Regions from separate parts of the Mus musculus genome. Here region 1 is linked to region 2. A link is a contact called in public Hi-C data. All regions are on one chromosome and are shown on one strand. The core of a region is the stretch at or near the end of the contact, and the rest is flanking DNA. Distances in the headings are between cores, read along the strand shown. Region 1 holds the start of Tasor2 (transcription activation suppressor family member 2). Region 2 has its middle 84 kb from the start of Gm40653.

Region 1 (4,833 bases), core at 1,280-3,779, 250 kb before region 2:
ATCCGCCTGCCTCGGCCTCCCGAGTGCTGGGATTAAAGGCTTGCGCCACCATGCCCAGCTTTGAAGAATACTCTTATGAAGGCAACCACTTTTGATTTGTCATTAAAAAAAGTTACATTTCTTTATGCTGTGTACTAAAGGTCATTTAAGAGAACAGAGTCACATGCTTCTCTCTGTGGGATTCTTGGGTAGTATATATAGCACAGTGTTGTCATTTCTGTATCGTGAGAATAAATAAAAAGACTCTTCTATGTTTCTCTTCAAAAAGCGATGAAAATAACAGAAGGTGGCATAAAAAAGCCACATTTCTCTACTCATTCGGTAGTATCGGAGCCAGTATTTTTACCATCAGAGGTTACAATTTTCACTTTATCCAGTTTAATAAGTTCTGTCACCTCTCTGAATTCAACACCATTCAATACAAAAGTCCAAACATTATGGCAGAATCTCTATATGTATTTAGAGAGCCCCTAAAATTGACTCTGTTCCTGACTCTCTGAGCCAATGCTGAATTTATAGCTTTATCAAACTGAAGTAGAACTTGAAGGGCAAGCTGGGGGGTGATATGTTGAGACTGTATGAGCTCATCAAGGCTCTCTTGAAGACTGTTCCTCAAAGTTGTATTTCTGTACAACTGATATGCCATGGCTTTAAAGGAAGCAATTATTTTTTCTTCAGGCTTTCATTGGTGCCCTGAGGGAAAGTGCTTCTGCCACGCGGTAGCAGAGACAGGTAGGGAGCCCACTGCGACCACCTCCTCGGCCGAGGAAACCACAGTCCTGTGCCAGTTCTTACTGAAATCTTGAACACATTTTCACAGATGGGGTGCTTTCCACTTGTTTTCCATTCTGCTCATAAAGCTCCACCTCCAAGGTTCACTTTCATCTTTGGATTTTGACTTTTTAAACATCCCATTTTTTTGTTAAATCTTTGGTGTTTTCCTTCTGTTTTGTGTTTTTCCTTTTGTCTTCCACCTCCAACTTCATTTACTAGCATTTCATTCATTTTCGCACCATGTTATTACCTGAAATAACTGTGGTAGCTTATAATTTAATTCACCTTTACAATGAACTCAGATATGAGTAGCGTCTGTCTTTACCTTGCTGGTGACCATAATTTTTAGTTAATTATTATTTTTTTTAATTTATTTTCTTATTAGGTATTTTCCTTGTTTACATTTTCAATGATATCCCAAAAGTCCCCCATACCCACCCCTATTATTATTTTTTAAAAGATTTATTTATTATATGTAAGTACACTGTAGCTATCTTCAGACACCCCAAAAGAGGGCATCAGATCTCATTACAGATGGTTGTCATCATGTGGTTGCTGGGATTTGAACTTATGACCTTCGGAAGAGCAGTCGTGCTCTTAACCACTGAGCCATCTCTCTAGCCCTTATTATTATTATTATTATTATATGTTTTAAGTACACTGTAGCTGTCTTCAGATGCACCAGAAGAGGACATCAGATCTCATTACAGATGGTTGTGAGCCACCATGTGGTTGCTGGGTTTGAACTCAGGACCTTCAGAAGAACAGTCGGTGCTTTTAACTGCTGAGCCATCTCTCCAATCCCAGTTTTTAATATGGAACTAGCCACAAGTATACTCGCCCACTGAATGACTAAATCTCATCGTAACAAAATTTCAACCGTGGCACAAGGTCCTTGGTACTGCTTAATTTCTCTCAGCGGTTCTTATCTATAGAAAGGATAGACTTGAATTGTTACTTATAGTCACCTCAACACTCATATAAATAATAAATTTCAAGTTCGTCTGGAGAACTCCCACAATGAACTTAAGTTTTGTATGGATTTAACATTCCGCAAAATCAAACAGCAGTGAGATGTGGCACTTGGGTTAGATCAACCAGCATCACCAGAGTCACTGAAGATGACCTTCAGTTTATAGCTAGTTAACTGTCTTTACTCCTGCCAGCTAGGACTATACTCAGGTTTTCGGACGAAGTGTAGCCCTGAGCATTTACACCTTCCTTACACCAAGGGGCTTTTAAAGGCAAAACTACATCCTGGATCGCACTCAGGAGCTGCAGGAGGAGGTGTAGACCAGCAAGCAGTTTGACAGAAAGTAAGTTAGCTGTGACATCTTCGCTTCCAGTCAAGAACATCTGGGTAATTTTTCATCAAGAAAATCATTTTTAGTTAAACCTAAAATGGCCTCAGCAAGGAGACAAGATGGAAGCGTCTCTGTACTATCTTGCCCTGTCCCATTACAGCACCTGGTACAGAAAAAGCCAGAAAAGCGGCCATGAGTAACCCACAATACACTAGAAGAGGTTCCGACTGAGGAGCCTCATTTCCTGTGCACGCCTTCTAGATCCCGCCGCCTACATCTCGCGAGAAGCCAAGGAAGGCTGGGTCGTCCAATCCGGAGCTAGCTTTGCCCTCCCCCCCCTGCGCCTGCGCCTACTGGAAAAGCAGGAGCAACGTGGATGCTGGCGGCGGTCGCGCCTGCGCGTCGCTGTGCTCCTTGTGATTGGCCTTGGCGAGGCGAGCACGGCGCTTTAGTTTTCACTTTCTGTCTTCGGAGCCTGCTCTCTTTCTCCGTGCGCACGAGGTTTCACTTCCGGTCGCTGGTTCCCCGGGGGCTGGAGAGCGGACGCCTTCCCCGCGCCTGGCTTGTTTCGGAAGCGGCTTCTCGCTTGTGAGGCTGAGTGAGGGGACCGGGGCTAGCGCGCGCCCGGGACACCCGGGCTCGTGAGGCGAGGTCGGGAGACGCGGCGGAGCGAGGGGTCAGGAGGAGAAAGGGACGGGCTGGAAAAGCATGAGGAGGACACCGAGTGGTGAGCTCGTCTCTTCAGGGAAGGCGGCCGCGCCGGCGACAGGTAACGCTCCTTCCCTCAGGTGTTGGGGCGTCCGGGGCGAGGACCCCCGTGGGGAAGCAAGAGCGTGGCTGGCTCGCGGGGCGCGTACTGGTGGGCGGGCAGGGCGGCGCGGGGGGCCACTGGGCAGACGCCTCGGTCGCCCGGGATGCGGGACCCTCCCAACCCCCGCTCCTCCGCTCAGCTCCGCCTTGCAGAAGCTAAGGTTAGACGGGGTTTCCACCGAGCCCGTGGCGGTCGTCCGGATGGGTGTCTGCGTTCCGAGGCGGAAAGCCCGGCGCGGTTTGTTTTGTGACACCGGTCACAGAGCAGCTCCATCCCCCCAAGGGATGGATGGGATCCTTCTGCACTGAAGTTTTCCCTTGCCTGGGGTTGGCCTAGCTCATCCCCCTGAGGGGTTTTGGGGAAACCCTCAGGTCGGAGTTCGGGGTTCTGTAGAATCTATGGCAACGCACGGCATGGTTTAACTTCTTTATTACGTATAAGTGGGCCTGCCCATATGGAAGACAGCAGCCGACGGCTGCAGCAGCGGTGAAGGGATCTGCCAGTACGCTGGCCCCGAGGTTGGTTAGAGGGGAGCACCAACCGGCACTTGGTAGGAAACCGTGGCTTAACTTTCAAAACTGGAGCTATTTCGGAAGATCTCGAGTCTCCCTTAATCTCCGTTTACCAGTTTGACGCGCCTCTTGTTAAGCTCCTCCCCCCTGTATTCTTTCTGAAGGGAAACTTAGAACTGGGAAGCGAATGAAAGTCTTTCCTAAATCTCTATAATAAACAACCTGAGGACTCAACAGTGTTTCCCCTTAGAAGAGCAAAAGGAAGGCGGGGTGAATATGTCATAGTATAGAATCTGAGATTGTTGGAAATCCTACCGAAGAGGTTTAGGACAAAGCACATATACCTGATAGTGTAAGCGAATACCTCCCGTATTGGGAAATTGTTTGGTAAAGGGTAGCTCCAGTGTTACCAGTGTATATCAATACCTAGCGAGCCCAAGTTAGAAAAAAAAAAAACACGAATATTTGTCAATAATTAGTTTTAAAGAAGATGATGTTTGAGTGTGTTGCCAATTTGTTTCCTACTTTTTTTTTTTTAAATAAGAAAGATAAATGGCATCTCTCTGGTTCAAACATTTAAGTAAATTGAAATTTGAAAACTGCCAGGAAACTTGCCTGATACTACTTGTTACCTGTAGCATATCTGATTAGCACAAATATTATTGGATATGTTTATCCTTTGTGTCTTGTCAGTGGACATTTTTAAGATTTTCTTCTTTACAGAGCTGTGTTTTTCCCCTGCAGCTATTGTAAGCAGGGTTTAGGTGATGATAACTGTAGAATTAAATTCTTATGATAATTCTAGACACACTGTTAAATGCCTTGGGATGATTTTATTTTTTTAATGTTCATTCCCCTTAGGTATGGTTTTTATTACTCTGCTACTGGATGGTAGCACTGTTTTCTAAACATCTTAACCCATCCAATAATAGGGGGAAATTTTTTAAACTTTTTTTTTTTTGAATTATTTATTTTATGTATGTGAGTACACTGTAGCTGTCTTCAGACCAGAAGAGGGCATCAGATTCCATTACAGATGGTTGTGAGCCACCATGTGGTTGCTGGGATTTGAACTCAGGACCTTCGAAAGAGCAGTCGGTGCTCTTAACCGCTGAGCCATCTCCCCAGCCCCTCATTTTAACTTTTAATCTTTCCTAGTGAATAAGAAAGTCAAACATTTGGGCAGTCCGATATCCCTTGTTTATGAAATTGGGTCAGAATACTCTCTGCTTTGCCCTATTTAACAGTTACCATACTGTTTTAGCTATGGTAGCTTTTTTTAAATTTTGTTTTTGGTTTTCGAGACAGGGTTTCTCTGTATAGCCCTGGCTGTCCTGGAACTCACTTTGTAGACCAGGCTGGCCTCGAACTCAGAAATCCACCTGCCTCTGCCTCCCGAGTGCTGGGATTAAAGGTGTGCACCACCATGCCC
Region 2 (5,242 bases), core at 1,069-3,568:
ACCCCATGTACCCCTGCCACCCAACTAATGCATAGGCACAATGGCAGCCTTTATTTACATTGGCTTTTTTCTTATTTATGTAGTAATTAAAATTAAAATGTAGTAAAAAAAGTAAAAATGTACTTATAAGTCTGACTAAATTGGAGCCGGGTGTGGTGGCGCACGCCTTCAATCCCAGCCTCAGTAGGCAGAGGCAGGAGGATTTCTGAGTTCTAGGCCAGCTTGGTCTACAAAGTGAGTTCCAGGACAGCCAGGACTATACAGAGAAACCGTGTCTCGAAAAACTAAAAAAAAAAAAAAAAAAAAAAAAAGGTCTGACTATATTGGGAACAAAGTGCTAGCAACAAACAAACAAACAAACAAAAAACAAAAACAAAACCCCAAAAGACAAACAAACAACAAACAAACAGAAAAAACAAAAAACAAAACGAACACCCAGACTAGTAGAGGAGTTAAAAGCCCTTTAACAACCACCACCCCCCAGGAAGATTCTGTAGACTCTGAGTCCAAAGGTCAGTCTCGGGTCTCTCCTTTTTGATGACTAATGTTACATTGTTTGACTTTCTACAAAAATATTTAGCTGTGCTTATTTACATAATTCTATCTCCAGGGCATACAGTAGGCACATATTTGTTGTAAGGAATCCCTATAGGAATGAGAAGACAGGATGAAGACGCCAAGATCATCCCACTAAAAAGAAGAACTGAGAATGTTCTCATCATCTAATTTGTAGAAAAGTCTGTGCATTCCCTTTTAACTTCCAGCTATGCATCTGTTTAAAAAAGAGAATGATAAAAGGCACTATGGGGAAATCCCAGCATCTTCAAGAAAACACCATTATCTTCAGTCACAGGAGAGTGGGTTAGGAATACCTCCCCCCCCCACCCCCCCCACCTGCACAACTCTTCCAGGGAAAACAGAGGCTTTAGAATCTGAAGCACAGACTCACATCTAACCTTTGAGAGAGGCATTCTAAGTCAGATCATACCAGTCCACAGATACTAAATGATACAATCAGAAAACCTTTTGAGAAGCAATCGCCCTCCACCCTACCACCCACTCTCCCTCCCTTTCTTTTCTCAGACAGGGTCTTTTGTAGCTCAGGAGGGTCTTGAACTCTGGATCTTCCTGGTTCAGTGTTCCCAGTACCCAGCCTTGAAAGACATTTTTCAAACAATGTTTAACACTAGGCGTCAGAGTCTGAACTTCTGAACTTCTAAGACTATCAGAAGTCATTCTACAACTATAAAAAAAGAAAAATGTCACCACTGTGGGTGTGATTGGCAAACACATTCTTGAACATTTCTGCATTTTCTTAAACTTTATTTACATTATGCTCCACCCTTAAAGTTTCCTTCTAATTATCTGCAAGCTGGATAACTATCTCACTCTGTCTCTCAAAAATCCCCCCACGGACGGGAAAAGTTAAGTAAGGGCTGGAGGGACGTTTCTGGGGTTGTCTGGTTTTGTCCCTAAAAGACACCCAACGCCCCTGGACCTCCCTTTGGGGCACGCAAAGCGAAAGCTCTTCAGAATAGCTTGGCTGCTGGGAAGCCACCGCAGGTCTCTTTTTCTGCCCTGTCTAGCAGGGTCACCGGTTTTATCTGGGGAAACTCAACTCTTAACTTTAGTTGGGCCACCAGCCGCCCCTTGCCCAGCACCTTCCCGGACCCCATAGCCAGGGATCTTGGCTCACCTGACCACGTTGGGTTGCTCGAAGGTCTCCAGGTGCCTCAGCACCGCCACCTCGTGGATGGTGGAGAGCGGCATGCCCTCCTCACTGGTCTGCGAGTGCTCGCGCTTCAGAGCCAAGAAGCGGCCGCCGTTCTTCAGGTCGTGGGCCTTGAACACCTTCCCGTAGGCGCCTTCGCCGATCTCCGCCACGCACTCATACTGCTGATCGGCGCGACTCAGGCTGTCCTTCTCCATGCTGGCTTCAGGCTGCCGACGCGGCACAGTGGAACCGGGGTGCGCACTCGCTGCCTTACACGCCTCGGGGACACCCGGGCTAGACGGACCGACCTCTTCGCCCGCGGGCGCAAGCCGGGCGCAGCCGCCGCGAAACTCCGCTCTTCCCCCTCAGCAGAGATTACGCTGTCTGCCCACAATCTCTGCACCTAGGAGGAGGAGACCGGAGGACAAGGAGAAAGTGTGACTGCCCGGGAGACTTCCACCCGGTTTCACCAGCTCCCCTCCTCCCCCCCTCTACTCGCCCTGGCTGCCTAATCCGGCCGGGTTTCTCGGATAGAAACCGGTCTTCGCTAGGAAGAGGTTGCTGGGTCCCCTGGGGATGAGCGCTGCGCGGGACGCAGCGGGACGAGAGGGGGCGTGCCGAGCAGCCCAGAGTGTGTCCAGAGCGCGGGGGAGGGGAGGCGCCGGGCGTGTCAATGTCACGGCTTAATATTTATACCTATTTCGTTATTCTCCGCTGCCCTCCCTGACTCCGGGGGCCTGGTCGTGCTGGGTACGGGGCGACCTGGGGGAGTTCGGAAGCTGGCATGAAAGCACCGGGGGTTCACCCGTGTGGGGTCGCAGAACGGGGTTGGGGTTCCTAGGACCTTGTAACCCGATGCTGCGTGTATGCGAGTAGGGGTGGTCAGACATCTGCTCGGAGATTGCTTCCTTTCTTTCTACTTTCAGTTTTTCTACAGGGAGATATTTGAAAGGGACTCGCTCTCACAAATGGTCTTTGGGGTAAGGCAAGCTTAGTGGGAGACGAAATTCTGCCTCTGACTCGGAGGACCTCCCGGGTAAAAACTCAGGGAGGACAGACCATCTGGTAGGGGAGGGCTGGGGCTACTAGAGGTGGGAGAGCGAGGGACCCTGGAAGGGGAGAAGTGTCGTGGCCCCTTCTCCCCACCCCCCAAAGATCCCAAGGATGTAGAAAAGGCAGGTCCGTCACACTTTCTCTCGTTCTGTCCTGAAAAAGTAACTTCGGGACTTTGCTAGCTAACCGGGACTGGTCCTTAAGTTTTCAACCCGTGCAAAAGCAACCGCCCTTACGACGGTGGGGGTGGGGGGCAGTAAACGTAGGTCTCCCGGGTGTGAGAAGGGTTAGGTCTCCCTTGTGTCGCGACTTCCGAACTCCCGCCCGGAATCCTGGGCGGCTGAATGTTGGTAGCCAAGACAGTCGCTCTGTTCTCCAAAGGCTGGTGGCTAGGTCCCACGCGCGGTCGGGCGCCCCCTCCCAGTTCTGTTGTTTAAGGATGACCGAGCCAGCCTTCCTGTCCCACGGCGGCCTTAGTCTGGGCTGGACCTTGTTCCACCACAGCCGCGTGTCCGGAACGGTCGCCATGCGTTTACCTGCCCCGCACCCCTCCTTCCCCGCTCGCTCTTCTGCCTGGAATTAAAGAACAAATGGCGCGACCCCCACTGGGTGCGAGCATAGCACCACCAGGCCAAGGCAGGGCCACTCCCGGCTCCTTTGAGAGCTTTCCTAAAAAGCTGCGGAAAGGACCCTCCAGCCCTCGGTCGGGGGTCGAGGGCCACACAGGTAGCGGGAGCAAGGGCCTTGGCGCCCGTCCTCCCCTTCTGCCGGTGTCCAGCCCAGGCTCCCGGAGGGGGCAGCCGTCCTACCCCCGCTGGCCTACATTTCCCAGACGGAGCGGCGGTGCCTAGCCCCCTCCCCTCCCCCTCTTTTGTTGTTGTTGTTGTTGTTGTTGTTGTTTTCCCACGCTGGCTGAATGTGACTTGACCCCATTTCAAAAAAGTTTGACATAGTGCTTCAACCTTTCCGCTTTCCTCCGCGACTATAAAGGCTGCAGCGGCCTCCTGCTTTCTGTCTCTGCTCTCTGTCTTCACACTCAATGAAATCCTTCTTGAGCCTCTCCCGAAGCCTTGCCAAACGCTGCAGGGGTCGCCACCAGCTCGAGGGGAGGCTGTGCAAACGCAGATTCGCCCGCTCAGATAACGCCCACGTGCACAGGACCAGTGAGCCGCCGAGCCCCGGGCTGCTCCTGCCCAGGGTGTGCATTTGAACTGCAAAGCTTTAAATAAGAAAAGTAAACTTGGGGGGTGAAGCACGAGTGCACGCTTGCGGGGCTTCAACCCGGGTGGGCTGTGTGCACTAGTCTGTGCATAACGCGCCCGAGGGGTCGCCAGCAGGAAGCCTGGGCGAACGTTTTACTACTTAGTTGGGAAGATGGGGCCCATACCCACACCCCTCCGGAGGCTACAGAGGGAACTTGCACAGGGGAAATAAACGTGCGGGCGCGGAAACATTCTCCAGCACGGAATCCCACCCAGAAGGCGCAGGTTCAAATTTTACGCACGAAATGTTCGAGCTGGCATAGGACCCTGGTGTCGGGGTGACCCCGTTGTGGGAGGTTCCTCTCGAGACCTCTAGCTCCCCCCAGTTGGCCCCCAAACCTACCCAGCCTCAACGTTAACCCAAGAGAATTCCGAGGGGCCACACAGCCCCCTACAGCCCGTTAGTCTCGCCCAACCCGAACCTCGCCGGGGACCCCCGCGCCTCAGCCGACGCACGCGAGTCCGTGGCCAGGGGCACCGGCCTTCTGCGGAGCTGGAGTGTCTGTCTGTCCCCGCACACGTTCGCCCCGCGGAGCAGGTAACTGACTACTGCGGCCCAGGCGAGCGGCGCTCTGCGGGCAGGGGGTGGGCACAGGGGCAGAGGGACGGCGGAGGGCGCCGCCCGCGGGGCAGCTGGAGAGGCTCGGGAGCCTCGGGGCTCTGGCCCCGGCTTGGGGGCCGGAGTGGAGGACGGCGGGGCGTGGATCTGAGAGCCTCCGGGCCCGAGAACCATCCGGAGGTGAGTGTGCAAATTAAAGCCTTCTGGAGCAATCGAGCGAGGCCTGGCCCGGCCCTGGCTGTGCTCCCCAGCGATCTGCTCCGAACTGGGGGCCGGGAGGGCGGGGGAAAGTTAAATGAAAATTTCTGGTTCTCACAGCAACCACTCTAATGGGGGAATCTCGCGACTGAAAATAAGTGGCGTGAAAGGGATCCAGTGGGATGTGGCGTCGGGGGTCTGCAGGGTTTCAACACCTAAGGTCCCCCAGAGTTGGGGTGTTGACAGGGTGAGGCGGGGGGGAGGCGGAGAGGGGGTTATGAGGACAGATGAAAACAAAATAAAGCAACAGTACTTATGAGCGTTCCGTGGGGTGGTAGAAAACCACATTTTCCTACACGCAAAAACCGGACCTTTTGAGGAGTGGGGTGTGGGGGGGAAGACAATTGGCAGGATGCCGAGCAGAAAATAAAATTCCAATCTGTCCAAGCGCTTTTC

Evidence for each region. A called contact is a pair of places that touch in the nucleus more often than the background predicts.
Region 1: a Hi-C map of uterus shows a contact between it and region 2, with 6 times the contacts expected there. The contact joins the promoter of Tasor2 here to the enhancer-like site in region 2. A contact is called at or near these places in 4 of 484 Hi-C or Micro-C datasets (embryonic stem cells and uterus).

Annotation. Positions count from the first base shown.
Region 1 is chr13:3,608,804-3,613,636 of GRCm38.p6, reverse strand. It overlaps Tasor2 (transcription activation suppressor family member 2), which reads left to right and starts at 2,529. Exons shown (of 20, transcript NM_134063.3): 1 at 2,529-2,847. It also overlaps the pseudogene Gm20277.
Region 2 is chr13:3,357,842-3,363,083 of GRCm38.p6, reverse strand. It overlaps the pseudogene Gm16505. Among named protein-coding and RNA genes, the nearest start is that of Gm40653, 84 kb to the right of the region's middle. Within about 2 kb of position 2,318, at least 48 of the 459 cell types and tissues checked have an H3K27ac peak or open chromatin away from gene starts, as enhancers often do. A contact at or near this core is called in uterus, where this site is marked.